Linked DNA regions of Sus scrofa: region 1 is linked to region 2. Evidence: chromatin contacts called from public Hi-C data. All regions are on one chromosome and are shown on one strand. The core of a region is the stretch at or near the end of the contact, and the rest is flanking DNA. Distances in the headings are between cores, read along the strand shown.

Evidence for each region. Hi-C and Micro-C count contacts between places; a contact is called where the count stands out from the background.
Region 1: a contact with region 2 is called in a Hi-C map of heart right ventricle, with 3 times the contacts expected there. The contact joins the promoter of VIM here to the promoter of EPC1 in region 2. A contact is called at or near these places in 1 of 47 Hi-C or Micro-C datasets (heart right ventricle) and 1 of 2 datasets of contacts at active chromatin or transcription factors (alveolar macrophages).

What each region holds. Positions count from the first base shown.
Region 1 is chr10:43,512,985-43,520,011 of Sscrofa11.1, forward strand. It overlaps VIM (vimentin), which reads left to right and starts at 3,457. Exons shown (of 8, transcript XM_005668107.3): 1 at 3,457-5,218; 2 at 5,843-5,903. The coding sequence starts at 4,656.
Region 2 is chr10:42,944,417-42,951,012 of Sscrofa11.1, forward strand. EPC1 (enhancer of polycomb homolog 1) reads right to left here and starts at 2,443. Exons shown (of 14, transcript XM_021064807.1): 1 at 2,156-2,443. The coding sequence starts at 2,197. It overlaps LOC106505154 (a long non-coding RNA gene), which reads left to right and starts at 2,574. Exons shown (of 3, transcript XR_001299281.2): 1 at 2,574-3,243.

The DNA of each region.
Region 1 (7,027 bases), core at 2,207-4,706, 570 kb after region 2:
GGCAGAAAGGAATCTAGGTGGAAATTCTTGAATTCTCAAAGTAAGGCTTTAGAGTTATGTGAAAACCAAACTCTCCTCTTATCTATTATGCATCACTGTTACATCATTTGAGTGACATAAAACATGATACTCTCAAGTATTTGTCAAATTCCTTTAGGAGTCTGCACCTTCATAATGTAATCTGCCTAGTTACCCTATCTCTTCAGCTCCTAAATCACAGTTTGCCCCTCAATAATATTTTTGAATTATACTGGTGAATAGCAAGCAAAATTTCAGGTATATTTGGAATCAAAAGGGCTCAGGTCAAATGCTTGCCCCCTTCGTCCCTCCACTGATGATTATATGGTCACAAGCAGATTTTTGGCCTGTGTCTCAATTGCCTAGTCTTTAAAAGAGATGATCTAAACTATCTCGCAGGAGGCCAGCCTCTCATGCAGTTACAATAAATATATACAGGAGTTCCCACTAAGGCTCATTGGGTTAAGAACCCAGCCGGTATCCATGAGGATGCAGGTTTGGTCCCTGGCCTCACTCAGTGAGTTAAGGATTCAGAGGTGCTACAAGTTCCAGTATAGGTCTTAGATGATGCTCAGATCCCATGTAACCATGGCTGCAGTGTAGCTCTGATTTGACCCCTAACCTGGGAATTTCCACATGCCAAAGGTGCAGCCCTAAAAAAAAAAAAAAAAAAAAAAAAAAAAAAAAAATACAAAATTCATGTCATTCATCCAGTAGGCACAAAAATTCAAGCACTTGCTGTATTACTGATCATGATCATCTTTTATATCACAGTTTTCAGATTTTACCGTGACTTTCACACTCTCACTTTATCCACCTTCTCATTGCTAACATTCCATCCAGGCGATCCAGCTAGAAGCTGTCCTCTTGGCACAACCTCTTGCCAGCCAGCTCCCCTAAAGCCTCCACAGGCCACTAAGCCCCTCTCCACATGGCTGGCTGGTCCGTCAGTTCCAATCGCCCAATTCAACTGACATCACCACAGCTTGCAAATTCCAAAATCACTGTTAGTACTTTAGATTTGGTAATGTTTACGCCTGGCCTACAAATGGTCACACCGTGTCCTTATTTATACACAACTTGCAGCATGTGGTGCTTAAAGATGCTTCAGAGCCCAGCGTTCAAAAATACTCCAGAGATAGGTTTTCACAGCGATCAAAAAATAAATATGAAAACCAAGAAAGCTCTGTCTATGTTTATTTCCAAAAGGTAGCTAAGAACATGTGGCACGCAGAGAGCAGGGCTGCTCAAGGATGGGAGTTCAGATGTATTGATTTTGTTCATTGATGACTAACCTCTCTTGGTTGAGGCACCCAGCTGGGCAGTGCCTAATGTATCAGAATGAAACAAATTCTTTCCAAAGTCTCATGCATTCTACATGAATGAGTAAATGTGTTTTTGTAACCTTCACTTTTCTATGCGCTACAGTCTACCCCAAGCTATGACAGTTTCTAATAGGAAAAGACACACCAGATCTGCATATCTTTGTGTCTGTGCATGTACGTGTTGTGTGTGCATGTTCGTGTGTGTGTATGTTCTCGGGTGTATGTTCATGTGTGTGCATGTGTGTGTGTGTGTGTGTGTGTGTGTGTGCATGTGCGCGCTGTATGGCAAGTACTACGGATTGAATGCTGGTGTCTATCCCTACAATCTATACATTAGAGCCCTAATCTCCAATATGCTGACACTTATAGGTGGGGCCTTTGGAAGGTAATTAGGTTTTAGTTGAGGTCATGAGGGTGGGGCCCTTAGGACAGGATTAGTGTCCTTATAAGAAAAGGAAGTGATCAGAGCTTTTGCCCTCTTTTTTGCCACATGAGGACACAGCAAAAGGTGGCCACCTGCAAACTACCAAACAGACTCTCAGCAGACCCCAGGTCAGCTGGCACCTTGATCTTGGACTTCCTGCCCCCACAGCTGGGAGAAATAAATGTTTGGTGCTTAAGCCACCCAGCCTATGGCAATTTGTTGTAGCAGCCTGAGCTGAGACAGCAAGCACACACACACCCATCCTAAGGATACAGCTTGGGGACAGGTTGCAAAGGAGAAGGGATACCCCCCGAGATGATGATGAGGCCCCAGCGTCCCCCCCAGAGGGAGTCACCCACAGACCTGAGGAATGTGCTTTGGTCACCAACAGGGCACCCTGCCACACCGCACCAGAGCCTTGCCCTCATTTCCCCGTGGTGACTCAGTCAGCAAGCGTCCCCTGACAGCACCAGCGCATTGTCCTGGGATCAGCATTTTAGGTGGGAGGAAGGTCCACCCTCCCTTTCCCCAGAGGGAAACGGCTTTTTCTCATCCGAAGGGTTCCAGGCAAACTCACAATAGTGACATTTGCAGAGCGGAGCTCGCATAAAGGGCTCTCAGAGCATAAGTGGGCCCGCTAGGACGCCACACCCCAGGAATGCGCCTCGGGAGGGACCCGCAGAGCGGGGAGAGAATTAAGGCAATCCACAGCGGGGGAGCGGTACAGCAAGGGGTCCTGCAGCGCGACCTTGGCAGCCCCACCGGCCAGAACGAACTGAAAGGAGGTAAACAAAACACTGCCTAAAAGAGGCTTGTACAAAGAAGTGAAAATAAACCCTTCATTTGGTTCTGAACTATTTTTTCTTAAATGCCAGGCAACCTTCAGGGCCCCCCTTTCCAAAACAAAAACACAAAAGCAGAGGGAAGAATTTTATCTCCCTCCACATCCACCACTGAATCAAGATGTTTCTACTTTTGCAGTGATTTTGGAGTTAATCCGTTCAATACTCAACTCTTCTAAACACTGAAACACCACAACAATAACGACGAAAACCTGTGATTTTTAAATTGCTACGAAATCACTGACAGACTCTCTTCTCTGTTCTGCGCTTTACTCATTCCCAACAAAACCCCTTCAGTTGAGTGATTTACCTAGAAAGATTTTCAGGTTGGAATCTGAACACGCCCTTGTGCCCTGGACCAAAAGTTTTCTCCTTCTGTAGACAGCTTTATCCCCCTCACTCCAAGATGAATTGCAGGAATTCTTCTGGAAAATAGGCTAAGGGACCTGTGACATTTCTCAGACAAGTCACCAGAATCCTGCGCTGTGCATCATGCGTGAACTAAAATGAACACATAAATCTAGTCTCAAACATTCAGTCCCTTGAGTTACATAACTGCCTTTTATTAATCAAATTAAACATTTAAAGCAACATCTACTTAATTCTATAATTGGTGTAGATTATATCTTTAATGTCTCTCACTACAGCAGAAAAAGCAGTGATCACTCAATTGGATTTTGCAACTACAGAGTTTCCTCTTTCACCCAGAAACGTTCAGATCTTGTTAAAAGTCGGGTGCGGTTTTACGGGGGGAGGGGGTGGAGGAAGGCGGAGAGGAGACCGGAGGGGAGGCGGGAGGAAACTTTGCAAGAAAAACCCTCCCCAAGTGCCTTTGTGAGGCCGGAGACCGGCGTTTGGCGGTTACAGAGCCTCCGCGGAAGTTTCTTACTAAAGAGAAGCCAGCATATTGGAGCAAAATCTGGATTGGGCGCGTTCCTAAGAATTTAGGAGCGCTCTAGACTCCAAACCAGCGAACGGCACATAAGAAAGCAGAGCCCAGCTCGAAGTTGGGTAAAACTTAGAACCAACAGTACTCGCACAGTGGCCCGGGGAGACGAAAGTCAATCTCGTCTAACGGTTTTCCTGAACCGCTAGGACTCCTCAACCTCGGTGGCGGGACAGCAGAGCGCAGTGACTCACTGCCAGTGGTGACTCAGCGACCCCACCCATCTCCCCTGGGCTTTCCTTGGCCACTTCCTTGCAGCTCCTTGTCCAAAGCCGGGCCCAGCCGGTTAGGTCCCTGAACAGGAACTCCTACTACAGGAGGACGAGGAAAGTTGGGGCCGGATTGGTCCCGCTGTCCAAGCAGGCGTGCGCAAGGCTGCGCAGAGCCCAGAGCCCTGCGCCCCGGGCTGTGCGCGCCCCCACCTCGCGCTCCAATCTCAGGCCCTCTTTGTTTCTTTCTCCACGCCTTCCGATCTGCTGGATCCCTCACTCCTCTCTTCCGGCTCCTTTACCCGCGGGGCCCCCCCACCCTCGCGCTTCCAGGCGACCGCAGCCAAGGGGCCGCGCGCCCCTCCCACCCGCACGCTTCCTCCTACGCCTCCCTAGCTGGCTGGGTGCCCGGGACCCTTGTGGTTCAGTCTAGGGAGGGCTCCCCCATCACCGCGGGACCCAGCCTTTTTCATCACCCAGAGGTGAGCACACCTCAGGCCATCCTCAGGAAAGCCCCAAAAGTTCCAGTTCAGCCTCCAAGTTACTGGGGGACTGAGCATAGTCCCGGTTGCGGAGGAGGGGGGAGGAGGGAGGCTCCCGGGCTCCCCCGCCCCAAACCCCAGGCCAGCCTTCCCGCCTCTCGCCGGGTCCCCATTGGCTGGCGCACTCCGCCGCCGGGATGGCAGTGGGAGGGAACGCTCCATCCTAAGGCGGTTATAAAAACTGCGCCCTCGGCGGGGTCCCGTCCTCTGCCACTCTTGCTCCGGGGTCCCCGCGCCAGAGACGCAGCAGCGCTCCCTTTGCCCACACCCACCGCTCCCTCGCTCGCCTCTCCTCCCGGAGCCAGTCCGCGCCACCGCAGCCGCCCAGCCCACTGCCACCTCTGCAGCCATGTCCACCAGGACCGTGTCCTCGTCCTCCTACCGCAGAATGTTCGGCGGCCCTGGCACCGCTAGCCGGCCGAGCTCCAGCCGGAGCTACGTGACCACGTCCACCCGTACCTACAGCCTGGGCAGCGCGCTGCGTCCCAGCACCAGCCGCAGCCTCTACACCTCGTCCCCGGGCGGCGTGTACGCCACGCGCTCCTCGGCCGTGCGCCTGCGGAGCAGTGTGCCCGGCGTGCGGCTGCTGCAGGACGCGGTGGACTTCTCGCTGGCCGACGCCATCAACACCGAGTTCAAGAACACCCGCACCAACGAGAAGGTGGAGCTGCAGGAGCTGAATGACCGCTTCGCCAACTACATCGACAAGGTGCGCTTCCTGGAGCAGCAGAACAAGATTCTGCTAGCCGAGCTCGAGCAACTCAAGGGCCAGGGCAAGTCGCGCCTGGGGGACCTCTACGAGGAGGAGATGCGAGAGCTGCGCCGGCAGGTGGACCAGCTCACCAACGACAAGGCCCGCGTCGAGGTGGAGCGCGACAATCTGGCCGAGGACATCATGCGGCTGCGGGAGAAGTAAGACTAAGCGCCCGCGGGGCTTCAGGAGGGCGGCAGAGGGGAACCGAAGCTAACACGCCCTTGGGGATGTGGCTGGGGCGGTGGCTGCCTGGGGTACGCGGTGGGCGGGGGGAGAGCGCTGTGGCTGCTGCGGCGCAGCCCTGCCCTGAACCCAGATCTTGCAAGTTAGCATTTACCCTCTACCCCGACTCATTGCCCAAGAACGACCAAAATTCAGATTTCTTAAAACTACCACTTTGTTGTTACTCGAAGGCTCCTGCAAACGATCAGTGCGATTCCCCCAAACTTTGAGAAAGTTTCCTGGTCCCCTCTGACGGGCTGCTCTTTCCCCAGGAGCGGTGTAGGAAGCGAGACAAAGGGATTGCAGAATCTTCACGGGGGAGTGGGGTGGTGGCATTCGCCTCCCAGGTCATTGTAGCAACTGCGATTGCTTTTTACGCAGCGGCCAGGGTCCCTTTGAGATTTGCCAAAGGCAGCAGTTCTAAAAGCCATAGTCGCCGACTGCCACAGAGGTGGCGCAGCAACTCGGCTGTCTCGCGGCGAAGACGTGGTGGTTGGGTGTGGTCGCCACGCCCCTGGCGGTTTCCCAGTTCCCCTTCGGTTGATGTGCATCTCTTTCAGGTTGCAGGAGGAGACGCTTCAGAGGGAGGAAGCCGAGAGCACTTTGCAGTCTTTCAGACAGGTTTGTAGATTCTCTTCCCACTTGCAGCCACCCGACCCCACCCACCCAACCTACGGGCAGTTCTCAAAGTTACTTAACCCAAGTCTAAATCGTGCAAAACTTCTCGTCTGCTCGCCAAGCCCCCTAGTGGCAGAAAGACCACAGTTGGGAGCTTCTCCGCCTTAAAAACCCTCGAACGATTAAACCGTTCCTTCCATAGGACGTGAATAAAGTCTTTTTGACTTTGTTTCAAGATTTTTTTCCCCCAAGACATGACTTTTTTTTTCCCGTTTCGGTTCTGCAACACACTGATACTCTGATCTCGAACAGTTACAGTTTGATTCAGACTTCGGTTTGCCAAAGTCAAGCTAGCTAACTTTTACAGGGCCACACAAAGCGGAGTTCTGCCCCGTTAGTTTCAAGTGTACAATGTATTGGAGAATTAGAAACTTGGTTTAACTGGACTTAAGCCAGCAAGTTTCTTTTCTTCCATGCAAGTTCTATTGTGGCCTAAGGTTAGATGGAAGTATCCGTGTGCACAACTATTTTGTGATCTAATAAGGGTGAAAAGGAGCCATCTGTCCCCTTGGCTGAAAGGTATTAATGGTTTCTATGGGCTTCACTATGGAATGTAGATACAGACATTCTGGCAAGTGTGGTGGCTCTGGACAGGAATAATAGGAGTCTTTGTGTTCCCAGAGACTCTTTGCAACAGGCTACATTCTTATTGAGTATGTAATGATGTAAGCAGAGTTCTAATTGGACACAAGTATTTGCTAACATCCGTTATCTAATATCTGGCTCAGACTCGTGAAGTGCTAGACGTGGAAAGTCCTTAAAGCTACAGTCGTAATACCCCACATTTGGAAAGGTCTTTCTTTATTGGATCCTTGTGTTCTTTAATATTTTTTCCATAAAGAAAGAAGAAACCTGAGAACGAAGAATGGAATTTTCAGTAAAGGGTTTTCTTGCTTCAAAGATAGGAGGCCTTCAAGGATTTTTAACTTCATCTGGAATCCCAAAGCAGGGAGTGTTCCCAGCATAATTTCATTCTCCTGAACACTTACTGGGATTGGTTATAAAAGCTTCCTCAGATGAACAGTCGAGTAATATTTTGAAGCCGAAGTACATTTGCCAAATTAATT
Region 2 (6,596 bases), core at 1,193-3,692:
TGAATAACAGAATATTTTAGCAATAAAGTATATTTTATTCAGTAGATTAACTTCAGAGAACTCAACTCTCCAGCACAGAGGGTTAGATCATGTATTTACACCTGCAGTATTTTAGTGTAGAAATAATCTATAATGCCAAAACTAGGCTTGATGGGGGCATTGAAATTTTATGAGGAGATAAAATGTTACAGTGAACAGTCTCAAATTTTTATAGCCAAGTATAAACAAAATATAGGCATAATACACAATTGTTGTTGAAGTTCAAGGGTCCTACACAGATAAAGAAATTATAGGGACACCAAAATCAGAAATACTATTCCTAGGTATTTTCACACATTCTTTTATGTCAACATTTTAAATGATTAGTGAAATGAGCATTTACATATTTCAAAGTGAGTAAAAACACTTACTATATTAACTCCAGAAATTTTTTACTCTCTCAAGAAATAATGTATTCAATCATATGAAAAGGTTGTCTGGGATACTATTTCAGTTGTTTTTGTTTTATTTGGCAAAATATTTAGGTACAATCACTGATCTCTACTACTTTCTTTTTCAATTAAGGACATATTTATTATCTCCATAAATAACTAAGGACCAGTAAAAACTATGTCATATCATAATGTACATTTTTGTTCTTGGGAGGCTTTGGGCCTAAATCCCATATTCTCTAATCAGATAACTCCCAATAAGAACAAAGATGGAAAAGATTTACCCTGCATTTAAATACATGAATACCAATATCTTTAAATTTAAAAGCAGTGGTACACAGATTCTTAAAAAAATTATCTCATTCAAAAATACTTGCTCTTTTCAAACAAGGAAACACATAAATTCAACCAAAATATCACTTTGAAATAAAACAAACAACAATGTAGGCATTATTACCTAGAAAATTCCCAGGAGAAACTTAGAATACTTATTTAAGAAATCCCTAGGTTCAAAATGAAATTCAACTTTTACAATGTTCAGTGAACTAAAACTCCAACATTTTGTTAGAAAGAAGACATAAGCACGGATGGTATTGTGAGAGAAGGAAAATGCAAGACGTTTCTGAGGAAAGAGAGAGTAAACTGACAGCTTATTATGGAAGAAATTTTGATCTAGAGATAATCAGATCAGATAAAACACAACTGCAAACTGCATGCCCGTCCCTGCTGCTCCTGGACGGGTTGTGACGACATGTCTGTTCTCACTCACAGTTCACAGTTCGCAGAAAACATTAAAATAACACAAACTGAATAATTTCCTCGCACCAAATCGAACTTTCTTTAAGGAAATAAAGGGAGAAGATAATAGATCAAATCTTGCCCCACCTCTTTTTTTTTTCCTCCTTTTTTCTTTTAGTGAAACTGACATAAATTGTTGAGGAGAGCTACAGCGCCACCAACACAGATCAATGCAAAACAAAAAAGATCTCCCACCGTGGGCAAAAAGAAAAAAAAAAAATTTTAGAAAAATGCCAAAAATTACAAAATGTCTCCCCAATGTACCTTTTTTGGAGAAAAACAGGATCTGCAAAGATTACCTAATGAGGGGCTACAGAGAATGACTATCATGGAACCCAAGTTTAGATCTGATCAGCAAATAAAAGATCCACTATTTAGTAACAGCCATAACTTAATATAAACCCGGTTATGTCAATCTCCACCTTCATTATACCAAGGGCAGCTTTTCTGTAGTTTGTATCCAAGTAATCCATCAAGAAAACCACAATAGGCCTATTTAAAACAACACAAAACCAAACTACATCCCTAGTTTGCCTGCTGATCATTTAGTCCTGGACAAATTAGGTAATACATAATTTTTATAAAGAGGATATGCACATATTTGGCATCACCAACATTGCTGGCACAAAACAAGTCCATCTTGAAATAGCTGAGTTCCCCTTAGCTCGCAATAATTAAAGTATAATTTATATTAGAAATATTTAGCTTGAATCACAGGCTGAAAAAACAAAAAACAAAAAACCAATTTCTTTCTTTCAGTAAAATTTAACCAGACAAGATTAGGTGGAAATGTGCAGAGATCAAAGCTAAAGAAAAAATACAAAGATTGCTTTTGTGAGAAGAAACACAATGAAAATCCTTTCTTAAAAATCTGAGTGGCTCCTTCCAAGACGTAAGGACAAAAATGTTTAAAATTACAAACTTACCATTCGTGGAGGCAAAGAAGAAGCCAGTCCTGGAAAAAGCATTGTAACAATATAGGCTGGATACTTGTGTCTCTAGAAACAACAGCCTCCAGGCAGCATATGGAGCTTCCAACATCTTTTAAAATATTTGGGAAAGAAAAAGTCAGACTTTCTTCCATGGTCGATGGCTGAATGGGGTGGCTTCCCCAAGATCTGTGGGCGTTTGGGAAAAATCGGAGAAATATCCACGGAAGATTCAAAGCAGAGGAGGCAGCGGCAGCCAGAAGACTCTGGGGTTAACAACTTTGCGATGGCGAGCAGGCGGGCTCTGATTGGCTGGGAGGCCAGCGTCCCCACAGTCTGCACTATCCCCCCGCTGCCCCCGCCTCCTGCAGCTCGGAAAAAAATGCAGTGTGAGTGCCATTTTACACTGGGCTTTTAAAAACACAGCCACCCAAATGACAAAGTCTGAGCTCGCTCTGAAGTGACACTGCAAAACAATAGCGCCCACGACTGCCTGCGAGCTCGCAAAAAGGCCCCTTTGATGGCCTAGGGAACACGCTTCTTTCTTGCTTATGGGTTTTTAGGGACTAACTAGCACGCTCTTCTTAAGCAGATTGTCATTCACAAACGTCGATGTCTAATTTGGATACAAATGTGGCCGTTGAAAAATGAATTCTATCGAAACATATTTGATTGGATAGCCTGAAGGTACCCGGAAAAGCCATGCACAAAATTCACACCGTTTTCAGCTCAGGGAGCTTAAAAAAAAAAAAAACTCCTTTAAAAAAAAAAAAAAAAAGAATTGGTTAGCCGTAACAACTGCCGTTGGTGCAGGAAATACAAATAAAATAATGATTTTAACCGTTACACTCAAAAAACAATAGGCATCCTTTTTTCCCCCCACCCCCCTTCTTAAAAATTGTTTCAGAAACCTTTACTGGCTGACAGATTTCTACCACTCAGCCTTACAAACAAAATGGCTGTGGTACTGAATTTTTTTGGATCCTCCCACTGTGGCTCCTCCCGGCCTCCAGGAAGTGGTAAAAATCCAAAATAAATACAGTACTAAAAGTACATTGTCCAGGCTGAAGTCGGTGAAGCTTTTGGTAAGGGGGGGAGGGATTTCTTAGAAATGTGCTGCTTTTTTATTAGTCTTTTTAAAAAATTGTTTTGGAAAGAATATCAATCACTAGAGATTTACTTGACTGTAATTTGAACTTCCTGCTTTACATATTTATAAGGTCTTTCACCTATCTTGGCAGGCTTTCAAATTAAGTGGGCTGGGAAATTTGATGCTGTGTGTCTAGTTGGGAGCTGAGTCAGGTATTTGGTGGTTGCAGCTGGGCTTTCAAATAAAAATGAAGTCGAAAACTTAAAAAAAAAAAAAAAAAGAATCAATGTGAAATGAATGCAGCAGTGTAGTTGATTGTAAATGTAAAGCCACCCAATCAGCAAATATCAAAATGTGTCAAATTCCGCATGGGTGTGTTAATAGAACACATTCGGTATAAACTTGTTGGCCAGCCACACTTCTAGGGAGCCAGGGGTAAAAAGGGGTTCAAAGGAACTGGCCAAAGAAAGGAGTGGGCAAGTATTTGCCTTCTATGGACCCCTCCCCCACCCCTACACACACACACACACACACACACACACACACACACACACACACACACACACCCCTTCTGGTATTTCTATCTCTGCCTAGCATTTAATAGGTAACATTCTTAGAAGAACTATGGTTGGGGGACTAATTTATTGTCTAAATCTGGACATTTTTGAGAGTGAACTATTTTTTTTTTATTTTGTAATCTCATCAGTAGTTACCGGATGAGAGTAAATTTCAATAACATTTATGTGATTATAATCAGGAAAACATCCTTAAGAAGTCCTCTAATGAAGAGAATAGACTAAAATTCCCAAGAAAAGAAAATTTTAAGCAGTTTTCCTTCCAACAGAAAAAAGTTGCTAGGGGCCAATTTCACTATGTACTATTTTGTCTTTCCATCACCTGAGCTCTGTCCTTTTCTCTCCCATCCCTTCAACCCACCCTTAAATATACACATGGATTCGTATGTGTATACACACACACACACACACACACACACAATTATACATAGGTAATTATATATGTACATTCATATGTGTATATGGATGTACATGAATATATATACTTTTATAACCTATAGATTAGGCTATTCTGTGCATTTTCCACAATAGGCATATTTCTAGTTACATACTTCCCTACAGCAGAATTTTCTTCAGATATTTTGAGACAGTAGTCATGAAATACATGATGTGAACAACATTCATTTTGGTAAAGATAAAATGTAAGGTGAGATATTTTGGAAAAAAATATCACCAAAAGACACAGGATAAATAATTTCAGGTTTATTCCAATAGTTCTTGAGAGTTTATAGAGTAGCTGGGTGCTGGACAAGCAGGAAGTTTATCTCCTTCATGAAACTCACAGTCTAGTGGAAAGAGAGAAACAAGTCAGTAAACAAATACATAATTGCAAATTGTAATTGCTACTAAGAAATAAACAGCAAAATCTTTCAGAATAACAGAGAGGGGAAACACATAGATAAGGTGGTAAGGAAAGTTGTTTCTAAGCACATGGAATTAAGGCTAGACTTGGAGGATGAGTAGGAGCCTGACTTGAAAAATACAAGAGAAATAACAGACAAGGAACTGCTTATAGCATGTGCAAAGGCCCTGAGACTGAATGGAGCTTGGAGTGTTCCAGGAAGTAAAATGAGGCCCATGGCCATGCAGCATGTTGAGAGAAAGGGAAAATGATGTCAGAGGAGGTCAAACAGGTAGTGACATCTTGCTGAAATTTGTAAGCTATGGAAAGGAATTTGACATCCAAGCAAGGGATTTTCTTCAGAAAGTAAAATATTGGAAGTTAAGAGTTTGGAGGTTTGGGTGATGGTACAATGCAAGGAAGCAGTGGGGAAGTGGAGAAAAAACTCCATGCTAATTTTGAATTTACATAGTGTGTCACAGTGTTTTGGTATTGTATTTTTTAAAATCCCCATTGTGGTTATAGCCACTGATTAAGACTTAGTCCATAAATAAATAGGAGTAAGATACAAATATCTTAGATCCGACACATTATTGGTAAAATCAAAAGAAAGAATTCAGGCTACTCTTTGCCTCAGTTTTGTGCTTCTCTCTTCAGTAGAATTGATCAAAAAACCTCACATTTCATATGAGTTGAACAAGGTTCAATTAACAATTTTTTTTAAACAAATGAGGCAAAACATTATTAAGGCTAGAAGTTAACTACTCTGATTGGAATAAAACCAGTTAATCTTCTTGAATTTACTAACTTGTTATTAGCAGTCCAAATCCTGGACACACGTGGGCAGAAACAACATGTTCAATTTCTTAGATTCTAAGACTTAGAAAAATTTAAAAATCAGACCAAATCAATGATGGGGAATCCTTTGAATAAGCTTTTTTTTTTTTTTTTTTCCTGCCACATTTGCAGCAGGTGAAAGTTCCCAGGCCAGAAATTGAACCTCGCCACAGTTGCAACCTGTGACACAGCTGCAGGAACTTCCTGAATGAACTTTGGTAGTAATAGGAGTCTCTAGAAGCAAATCAAATTGTGAACCAATTACATAATGTAGTTTTTAAGATCTTTAGAACTGTGTGGGGAGGGAAGGTATGTTTTGGAATTCAGATTTTAAATAGTTATATGAGGAGTTCCTGTCGTGGCGCAGTGGTTAACGAATCCAACTAGGAACCATGAGGTTGCGGGCTCGATCCCTGCCCTTGCTCAGTGGGTTAAGGATCTGGTGTTGCCATGAGCTGTGGTGTAGGTTGCAGACGCGGCTCGGATCCTGCGTTGCTGTGGCTCTGGCGTAGGCCGGTGGCTACAGCTCCGATTCAACCCCTAGCCTGGGAACCTCCATGTGCCGCGGGAGTGGCCCAAGAAATGGCAAAAAGACAAAATAAATAAATAAATAATTATATGAGGTGTTATAATCACCCCTTAATCAAATACAATAATATTTGCAATGAAATCTATGATCAGTCGGTGTTCCCACTGTGGCTCAGCAGAAACAAATCCAACCAATGACCAAGAGACTGCAGGTTTGATCCCTGGTCTTGCTCAGTGGGTTAAGGATCCAGTGTTGCCATGGCTGGATCCTGCATTGCCGTGGCTGTGGCATAAGTTGGCAGCTGTAGCTCTGATTTGAGAAAAAAGAAATATATGATCAGCCACACTAAATGGGGTAAAGACAGACCATAAACAGCCTCACATCAGTTCAGGTCAGCTTTTGTTACCAACATACACTACAATTTTTTTTTTTTTTTTTTGTCTTTGTCTTTTTAGGGCCTCACCCATGGCATATGGAAGTTCCCAATCCAGGGGTCTAATTGGAGCTACAGCTGCTGGGCCACACCACAGCCACAGCAACGCCAGATCTGAGCTGCATCTGCGACC